2 separate regions of the Mus musculus genome follow, and region 1 is linked to region 2. Evidence: chromatin contacts called from public HiChIP or PLAC-seq data. All regions are on one chromosome and are shown on one strand. Each heading gives the region's core, a stretch centred on a gene start, on an enhancer-like site or on the middle of the called end of the contact. The rest is flanking DNA. Distances are from core to core; before and after follow the strand shown.

Region 1 (4,086 bases), core at 596-3,095, 1.7 Mb before region 2:
TCCTTCCCAGAACAGGCCGACCCTGTTTCACTGGCCCCGAGGTGTCCTTCTTGGCCTCCTCCCACTGCCCTCAAAGGAGATGAAGCAGGGGTGGGCCTGCTTCGGCGAGTTTCACAATGACCCAGTTACTAAGGGAATCATTTGGAAACTGCAAAGGTTGTTTGGAAACCTTTAAAAGGCTGTTTCCTTTCCCAGTGCCTGAGCTGTGTAACTTGATACCGACCTGTCCTGCAGTGTCACAGAGCTGGAGTCTCACAGGCCGCCCATCTACAGACACCACGGCTTGGGAGAAAGAAAAAAAAAAAAGAGCAAGATGATTATCAGGACATCTTTTACCCTCTCAGCAGATTGGCAGTTCCTGCTCTGGGTTCTCTTAGTGAACTAAGGACTTGGCTACGCCCAGAAACCCATGGAAGTGTACAAATGTTCCAAGGTGGGGGGCTCCCTCCACCACAGAGCATGAAGCAGCAAAGCCCTGACCTCCAGAAGGTGCCCCGGAAGGCTTGTTTTCCTTTCAAGCCTGGAAGATTAATTTTCCTGTCACCCTTGTTTCAAAGAGCCTAGAAACAACACAAGGTGGGAAACCAACTCTGCACTTTTAAATCAGTGGACAACCTCATAGATAATCCTGTTTTCTCTTGGGAAAAAAAAATCTCCCTGCTTCAGGGTTTATCATAAAACTCCAGCAGTTTTGAGAACTTGTGCAAACACAGGCGGCCTATCACCCGTGCGTGTGTGGAAATGGGCACTTCTCTCTGTCAGTTCAAAAAGAGGATTAAGAAAAGCTGGCAGAGAGAAGCCACACAGATTTTCCCCCAGGGTCCAGAGATAGGGTGAGAGCAAGGACCCCCCATCCAGTAAAGACTCGGAGGTTTCAGCTTATATTAGGCAATTTGTCTCCTTCTGATAGCATTTCTGGTTGTTTATAAATGTTTATGCTAGTGAGCGGTGGAGGGGGCACCATGCACTTCTGTTTTATCCATAGGGTCTCTGAAATTAGAGACTGGCCACGGAGACTGGAAGTCGGAGGTAAATTTTTTAGGAGGAAGATTTTTCACACTAGCTTAATGTGATTTTTTTTTTGTAACTTTTTCTTAAATTCCTGAAAGACTTTTTAAAAAATCAAGAGAAATGATTGCTTTACTTTTGTTATCTTTGTGTGATCCACGAACCCACCCACCCTTGAGAACTTGCTGTAACTAAACGCCAAGCTGGAGGGACTGGGCCAACCGTCAGAAACCGAGACAGCGCAGGCGGGGCGCAGGCCAGGCAGGCGCTGGGCTCAGAAGAAAGGAACGTTCTCGCAAGCCCCAGCCCTCCTTGGTGCGCCTGGCCGGCTCACACACGGGAGCAATCCGGGTTGCTCCAGGCGAAGATCCGCTGGAAGTGAGCCGCCCCGGAGGGCGCAGGTGGGAAGGCCACCTGAGCTGCAGCTCGCTCCGGAATCCCGGAGCCAGACCGGTCGGACACCCCGCTGCCACCTCGCCGAGCCGCTGCCCCGAGACCCGCGCCGCCCCGCGCCTCCCAGCCCGAGGCCGCGCCCCGCCCGGCGCTCACCCGAGAAGTTGTCGAAGGCCGTAGGGATGTACTCGGTGGGGTAGCCGTTAGTGGTGTAGCTGACCACCAGGCTGGTCTTGCCCACCGCGCCGTCGCCGACCAGCACGCACTTGACGCCGCGTCCCTCGGCGCCGCCCGCGCGCCCCCGACCCCCGGACACCCCGGGCCCGCGCGCCCCGCGCCCCCCGCGCTCTCGGCGAGGCGGTACCGGCGGCGCCGCCGGCGGCTCGCAGCGGGCGGGCAGCGCCGGCCGGCCTTGCTGCGGGGCCATCGCGGGGCGGCGGCCGCGAGACCAGCTGCCACCGGCGGACAAAGGCGGCGCACGGTCCGCACTCGGCTGGGCGTCTGTGCCCGCGCGGCCGCGATGTGGCCGAGCCTGCTCCGCCAGGCTTCCCTGCGACACCGGCGGGCGGGGAAAGAGGCGGGTCCGGCGGCTCCTTCTTCTATCCGAGACCACAGCGCCCCCGTCTGCGCGCCGCGCTGGTGAACTACGCCGGCGCCTCGAAACGGTGCGGCTGGACTAGCTGGCTCCACCACGCCAACCCACGCGGACCCCGAGCTACCCCTGGCCCCTGCTGTGGGCTTCTCATCCCCCCACCCCCCTTTCCCGGCTCCTTCCCAAGCTTCCTTTCCTCCTCTTGCTCTCCAGTTCCTCCTGCCCTGCCCCCTCCTCCCCATCCTTCTGTTCCCCCTTCCCTCCCGGCTCTTTCTCTTCCCTCTCCTCCTTCTCCCTCCTTAGGTCGCCCCCTATTCTCTTTCTACTCCACAACCTCCTTTCCGCGGTCTCCCTCTCACCATGATCACCCTGCTTCTTCCACTCTTCCTGTTCCTCCAGCTGCCCTTGCTCCTCCACACAAGTGTCTTGGTTTGGAGGGGGAGAGTGCTGTGGGGCCTGCCTGCTTTTGCAGTCCCTCAGGAGAGATTATTGTCTTGATAGCCAGTCCTGATGAGTAGGACTTAAGTTTGATTGCAGACAAATGTATGATTTTTCTGTTAAAAATCATTGATTCTCATTTGGATGCAGGATACCACCCTTTGTTAGCGCTCCCTCTCTTTGGCATGCTGTGACCTTGTGTGTATTCATGGTCCAGCAAATTTCCTTACAGTCTTTAGTTAAGTGCAATTTTGGCTGCCGTAGTATTATCTGAAAAGCTAATTGTCTGTTCATTTTGTGCTGCCCTTTCTCTGCCTGGTCACTAATGCTTCTGATTTGCTTCTGGTGTAAGAAGAGCTGTGTGCTGTTAATATTAATATTATTTTGCTGGTGGTAAAGACAAGAGCTAGGGGCCGAGAGAAAGGGAGAGTGGTTAAGAGCACCGGCTGCTCTTCCAGAGGTCCTGAGTTCAATTCCCAGCAACCACATGGTGACTCACGACCATCTGTAATGGGATCTGGTGCCCTCTTGTGGTGTGTCTTAAGACAGCCAGTGTATTCATATAAATAAAATAAATAAATCTTAAAAAAAAAAAGACAAGAGCTAGTTAAATACTGAGCCTTTGTTATGTCCCAGATGTTGTTGTAACCATTCTGTCAAAACGAATTCCTTTAATATTAGCATTACTTATACCCATTTTACAGCCAGGACAACCTGAAGTACAGAGATGCTAAGTGACAGGTTTGAGTTCCATAAAGGAAATGACAGCGTCCTACCTGGGATCCTATATGCAACCATGCAGTGTGGCAAGTGAGACTTGCAAAGATGATGTGGCCGCAGAGATACAGAAGTGGGCCTGTCAAGAGGTAATTTCTTCAATCCCGAATGGGTGGCAGACTCACCCGTCATTCAGGGCCTTAGTGCTGTCAGCCTTTAAAGCTGCAATGCAAGCTGTTTTCGGGATGAAACCCTAGGACCTGACCAAAAATGACCTTGAGCACCTGGGAAATCAAAAGTCTCCCACACAGGATCTGAAGAACAGGAACGGGCTGTCTTGGAAATGGACTAAAAACCTGGTACACTCTCTCCTGCAGTGAAACAGAGCAGAGCAGCAAAAAGACTGGCAACTCCCAAGTTAGGACCGTTCGGCTCTCTTTTGCCCTTGGGCCACCTGAATTCCTGTGCTCTGTCTGATCAAGTAGGTAGATTTGTGTGTGCCTTCTGTCTCCTTGATGGTTGACACTACAATAACTTTTTGCAAAACCATTGCTACAGTATTGGTTTCTATATATGTCTGGCGCAAGCCTTTGCTTAGTGTTACTGCTAAGACCTGACAAAGTGGGCACATGATACTTTGTTTCTGTAGATGTTGCAAACTGTTTCTACTTTAATCATTGTGGATTGGGGCCATTATCCATTTTATCTATAACTTCCCAACATATGGAGAGTGGCCTTGAAGTAGCTGTGAATATTTTGGGAAGCAAGCCAAGAAAAATAAGGCTAGAGAGACATTTTGTTTGTGTTTAATGGGACATAGAGCCAAAGGAAGGGAGATTAGGGAGGAGGCATGGGAGCACTTTGCATGGTGGTGGTGGTGGGGGCGGGGGTGGTCAACGGAAGCCAAGAGCCTATGCTGCTGGCATGAACTGGAGCCT
Region 2 (4,174 bases), core at 856-3,355:
GCTGTGATAAGCAGCAGCAGAATCACGAGCCAGGGGTCTCGGGGACATTCACTGGGTATTGTCACCAGAGCAGCTTCTGCCCAGGGCTCAGGTCCCCCTCTTGATCTCTTGTTCATTCTCTCTCTGAACTCCAGACCCAGAAGAGCCATTTGAACCTGCTGTGTTCCTCCACGACCACCGTCCTTGGCCTCTGGTAGTGGCTTTGACTTAACTATGGTTGTGATTTTATACCTCCTTGGACTATTGCTATCTCTGGTTCAAATCAAAGCTTTCCCACGGCTGCGATGCAGAACCCAGATTCCACTGGGAACAAGGACAGATTCCAAAAGAAGCAAGGGTTAGTTAGCCACCCACAGGTGAGAGGTAAGCAGGCTGCTTGCCTGGAGGTAGGAGGCCGTGAGGCTGCGCATACTGGGCAGGCAAGTTACACAACTGCAGAACTGGCTTCCTCGTTTACTATGAAGTGTTTCTAAGAGTTGCCACGTGTCCTATTAAGTTAGACGATGTACCTTGGAATCTTAGCGATGTCTCAGTGGGTTGGTGGTATGCTTTTAGCCCTCTGAAAGGACTATGTCAAGAATGAGAAGCAAGTTTCTCAATCTTCCCAAAGCCATCAGTTTAGGCAGTCTGTACTGTGGCATGGTTAATGTTGGTGTGACCTTTTAGCTCCATGGCTTCCCACTGCTCAGGCTACAGAGATACCAGCTTGTCATTGCTTGTGAATGGCTGACATACTGGGGGTTGGGGGAGGTAGCTCCAGTGACCCTTGGAGTCTTTGGCTGAACACCTCCCCGACATGGGCTTCCAAGGGGCAGCTCTGGCATTCTTGGCTGCAGCAGTAGATCCAAAGATGGGGAGAAGTTTGAATTTCTTCATTGGTCATGCCTCAGCAGTGGGGAAGGCTTGGCAGACTGGACAGTTTAGCAGAGCATACAGGGCTCTGTATCCTTACAAGTCTGAAGGTTCTTAAATTAAGCCCCCCCCCCCACCTTCCCTTCTGCTTGTCTGTGAGTTTTCCTGGGGACTCCTTTGGACAGAAAATGGAACAGCTGGTGAAAAGGAGGGGGTCTTGGGGCTCCTGGACTTATCTTGACCAATGAAATTTTCCAAGCGTACCATCAGCTCAAATTACACAGCCCATACCACGAGGGCTTGAACCCACTTCCTTGAGCTCACCGGTGGGCGTCACGAAGATGCCAGAGCTGATAATGGTGCCCACGATGATGGCACCAGGCCTGGGATGCTGAACCTTCCAGATGTGTGACCACATTATCTCAAAAACCCTCTTACCTAAGATTTCCTAAGAATGACAACCTAAAGCCCTTTCACCCTACAGTAGATTGGGTTGGTTCCCTTCTAAAACTTGCTTCTCCAGATTGGGTGTACCACTAATCGAGCTTTTGTCAAGACCCTCCTTGGGACCAGATGGATATCTAAGTCCAGGAGTAAGCTGGCTACCATTCTGGTCTATTCTTCCGTTTCCTCCAGAGCTGACGGATCATTTCGCCCTCAGACTCGTTTCCTCTGGACCAAGTTGGACTATAGGGGTGCCTCACCCCACAACCCACCCCCACTTATCCTAGATAAGATATTTATCCTTCATCTCCCAGACGCACAGGATATGCACACTGGAGGAAGCGGAGATAAACACCCGCGAGGCAGGGCCAGGATTCCGGGCAGGTGTTGGGACTATACACTGAGCCACCCCCCTTCCGGTGCTTTCTCCCTTGACAAGTCCTCTGCGCCGCCTGGGGCGGGAGAAGAAGCACGCCCTTACCAATCGGCCCTGACATCCTGCACAGGACTTGTGAGGAGGTGTGAGTCGACTCTCCACCCGCGTACAACATTCGGATCTTGTGAAACACGCCGCGATAAACCCATCAGTAGTCACGCCGCGTTAAACACATCAGTAGTCCTCAGTTTCAGGATCTTAACGCTCCACGTGCTCTAACAGACTTGGGGGCGGGGGCCCGCGAAGGAGGCGGGGTCGCGCGGGCTGAGGGGGCGGGGGCCTTTGCGAGCTGAACCAACAGCAGCGGCGATGGGCGGAGCCTGGAGGGCGGGTAACGGTAGAGATAAAAGGCCGCGCGGGCGGGGCGGACGCAGACGCACTTCTCAGTACGCGGAGAGCGGCTCGGCCGCGCGCACGCCGGGTATCCAGGCCGAGCCGGGAACGCCGAGAGCATGGCGGTCGCGGGCGCCAAGAGGCGCGCGGTTGCGACCCCGGCGGCGGCGGCGGCGGAGGAGGAGCGGCAGGCGCGGGAGAAGATGTTGGAGGCGCGGCGCGGGGACGGCGCGGACCCCGAGGGCGAAGGCGTGACCCTGCAGCGCAATATCACGCTGCTCAACGGTGTGGCCATCATCGTGGGCACCATCATCGGCTCTGGCATCTTCGTGACGCCCACCGGCGTGCTCAAGGAAGCGGGGTCGCCCGGACTGTCGCTCGTGGTGTGGGCTGTGTGCGGCGTCTTCTCCATCGTGGGCGCACTCTGCTACGCGGAGCTGGGCACCACCATCTCCAAGTCAGGCGGCGACTACGCCTACATGCTGGAGGTCTACGGCTCGTTGCCCGCCTTCCTCAAGCTCTGGATCGAGCTGCTCATCATTCGGCCCTCCTCGCAGTACATCGTGGCGCTGGTCTTCGCCACCTACTTGCTCAAGCCGGTCTTCCCCACTTGTCCGGTGCCCGAGGAAGCTGCCAAGCTCGTGGCCTGCCTCTGCGTGCGTAAGTAGGGGTCCGGGCTGGGGTGGGGCCGGGCTGGGGCGGGGCCGGGTGGGCGCGAGCCAAGGTTCCTGCGTTTACAGCTCGGCAACACCCATCCCAGTATCCCTCCATCTGTCCATCCCTGAACCATCTCGGCAGTTCCAGGCTAAAGTCACAGGCCCCAGAACCCACGTGCGTTTCTTTAATCCATTCATAGTGTCTATGCTTTCGGGACAGCCCTCGCGAGACCTCAGTGGGTCGCGGCTCTGACCCCGCGGCAGGCATCCCGCTTCCCGACCTGAATTCTAAGTACGAGAGATCTACTCTGTCCCGGGTGAGAGCAATACACTCCCTGCCTTCAGCAAAGCACCACGTGGAGTGGCAGATATGCCAGTTTCCTGTTTCAGCTTCAGTTGCTGACTGGTTGCTAAGAGGGAAATTGCAGTTTAAAAAAAAAAATCACTTATGTTCTTAAAACCGGCCTATCAGGAATCAGTGAACTGGCTGACTCATAAGAAAACAGTAGTAATAAATTTGTGTGTGGTAGTGATGGCTGCTTGCTCGTTTAAGATGAGTAGCGGAATCGTGTAAAGCCTGCCTGTCAGTAAAGGACTAAAAGAAACTCGGCTGCAGACAGACGACAGTCTGTGTGGGTGGGCTTGAGGGGTCCCAAGATGTGCCAGGTAACAGCTGTTGAGTGTAGCCTTTATGGGACGCATAGGTCAAGACGGATTGATTTCTGCTTTCAAAAACAGTTGTGTGATTTTTCAGGACTGGGGGAAAATGATCGTTTGAAGCAAATGCCACATGATTTGGTGGTGGAGAGCAACCTGGAAATAAATCATGCTACTTTCAAAATTACAGATGAGTTCAGGCAGCTAAGACCGATGTATCTGTTTGTTTTGAGAGCTGTGTTGATAGTGCACACAGAGAGGGTGATGGGGAGGTGGGCTAGACTTGGTTGTGAGCCATGGAAGTCCGGGGCTGCTGTTAGCACTGGGGCCACTGCTCGATGCCAGTGCCTGTTTTGGCTTTGGCCCTGAGACTGTCTCCTGTTATCAGACCCAGCCGGGTGTGCCCTTCAATTCTGAGACCACCCACTCTGCTCTGTAGTGCCAGTTGGATGATGACCAGTAAGGTCTTCTGTGTGCTTGGTTCATGTGTAAACCGTCATAGCTAGAGTTGGTCTTCAAAAGCACTGGGCAGTCCAGGGAGAGCCTGGCCTCAAACGGGACACTGCATACTCAATTTTAATTGTCCAGTTCTCCTTATGGATGGTAATCTCTTTAGGGATAAGGAATGTCGTGGGTACCTTTAAGGTTTGTTGTTTGCTTGCTTGCTTGCTTGCTTGCTTGCTTGGTTTTGAGACAGGCTCATGCTATGCAGCCCTGGCTGGTCTGCAGTTCTCTGTCTCCCAAGTGCAGGCAGTAAGTGTGTGTACCATCATGCCAGGCTGGCATGGCTGTCTTT

The links. HiChIP or PLAC-seq counts read pairs in DNA pulled down with a chosen protein or histone mark.
Region 1: an H3K27ac HiChIP or PLAC-seq map of large pre-B cells shows a contact between it and region 2, with 5 times the contacts expected there. The contact joins the promoter of Rhou here to the promoter of Slc7a5 in region 2. A contact is called at or near these places in 1 of 39 promoter capture datasets (liver) and 1 of 115 datasets of contacts at active chromatin or transcription factors (large pre-B cells).

The regions. Positions count from the first base shown.
Region 1 is chr8:123,651,688-123,655,773 of GRCm38.p6, reverse strand. Rhou (ras homolog family member U) reads right to left here and starts at 1,845. Exons shown (of 3, transcript NM_133955.4): 1 at 1,558-1,845; 2 at 224-282. The coding sequence starts at 1,828. Gm35874 (a long non-coding RNA gene) reads left to right here and starts at 3,038. Exons shown (of 3, transcript XR_388157.3): 1 at 3,038-3,297; 2 at 3,526-3,629. It overlaps Gm35930 (a long non-coding RNA gene), which reads right to left. Exons shown (of 2, transcript XR_388158.1): 2 at 3,939-4,086.
Region 2 is chr8:121,905,617-121,909,790 of GRCm38.p6, reverse strand. It overlaps Slc7a5 (solute carrier family 7 (cationic amino acid transporter, y+ system), member 5), which reads left to right and starts at 2,105. Exons shown (of 10, transcript NM_011404.3): 1 at 2,105-2,725. The coding sequence starts at 2,185. It overlaps BC048644 (cDNA sequence BC048644), which reads right to left and starts at 1,958. Exons shown (of 2, transcript NR_167716.1): 1 at 1,778-1,958.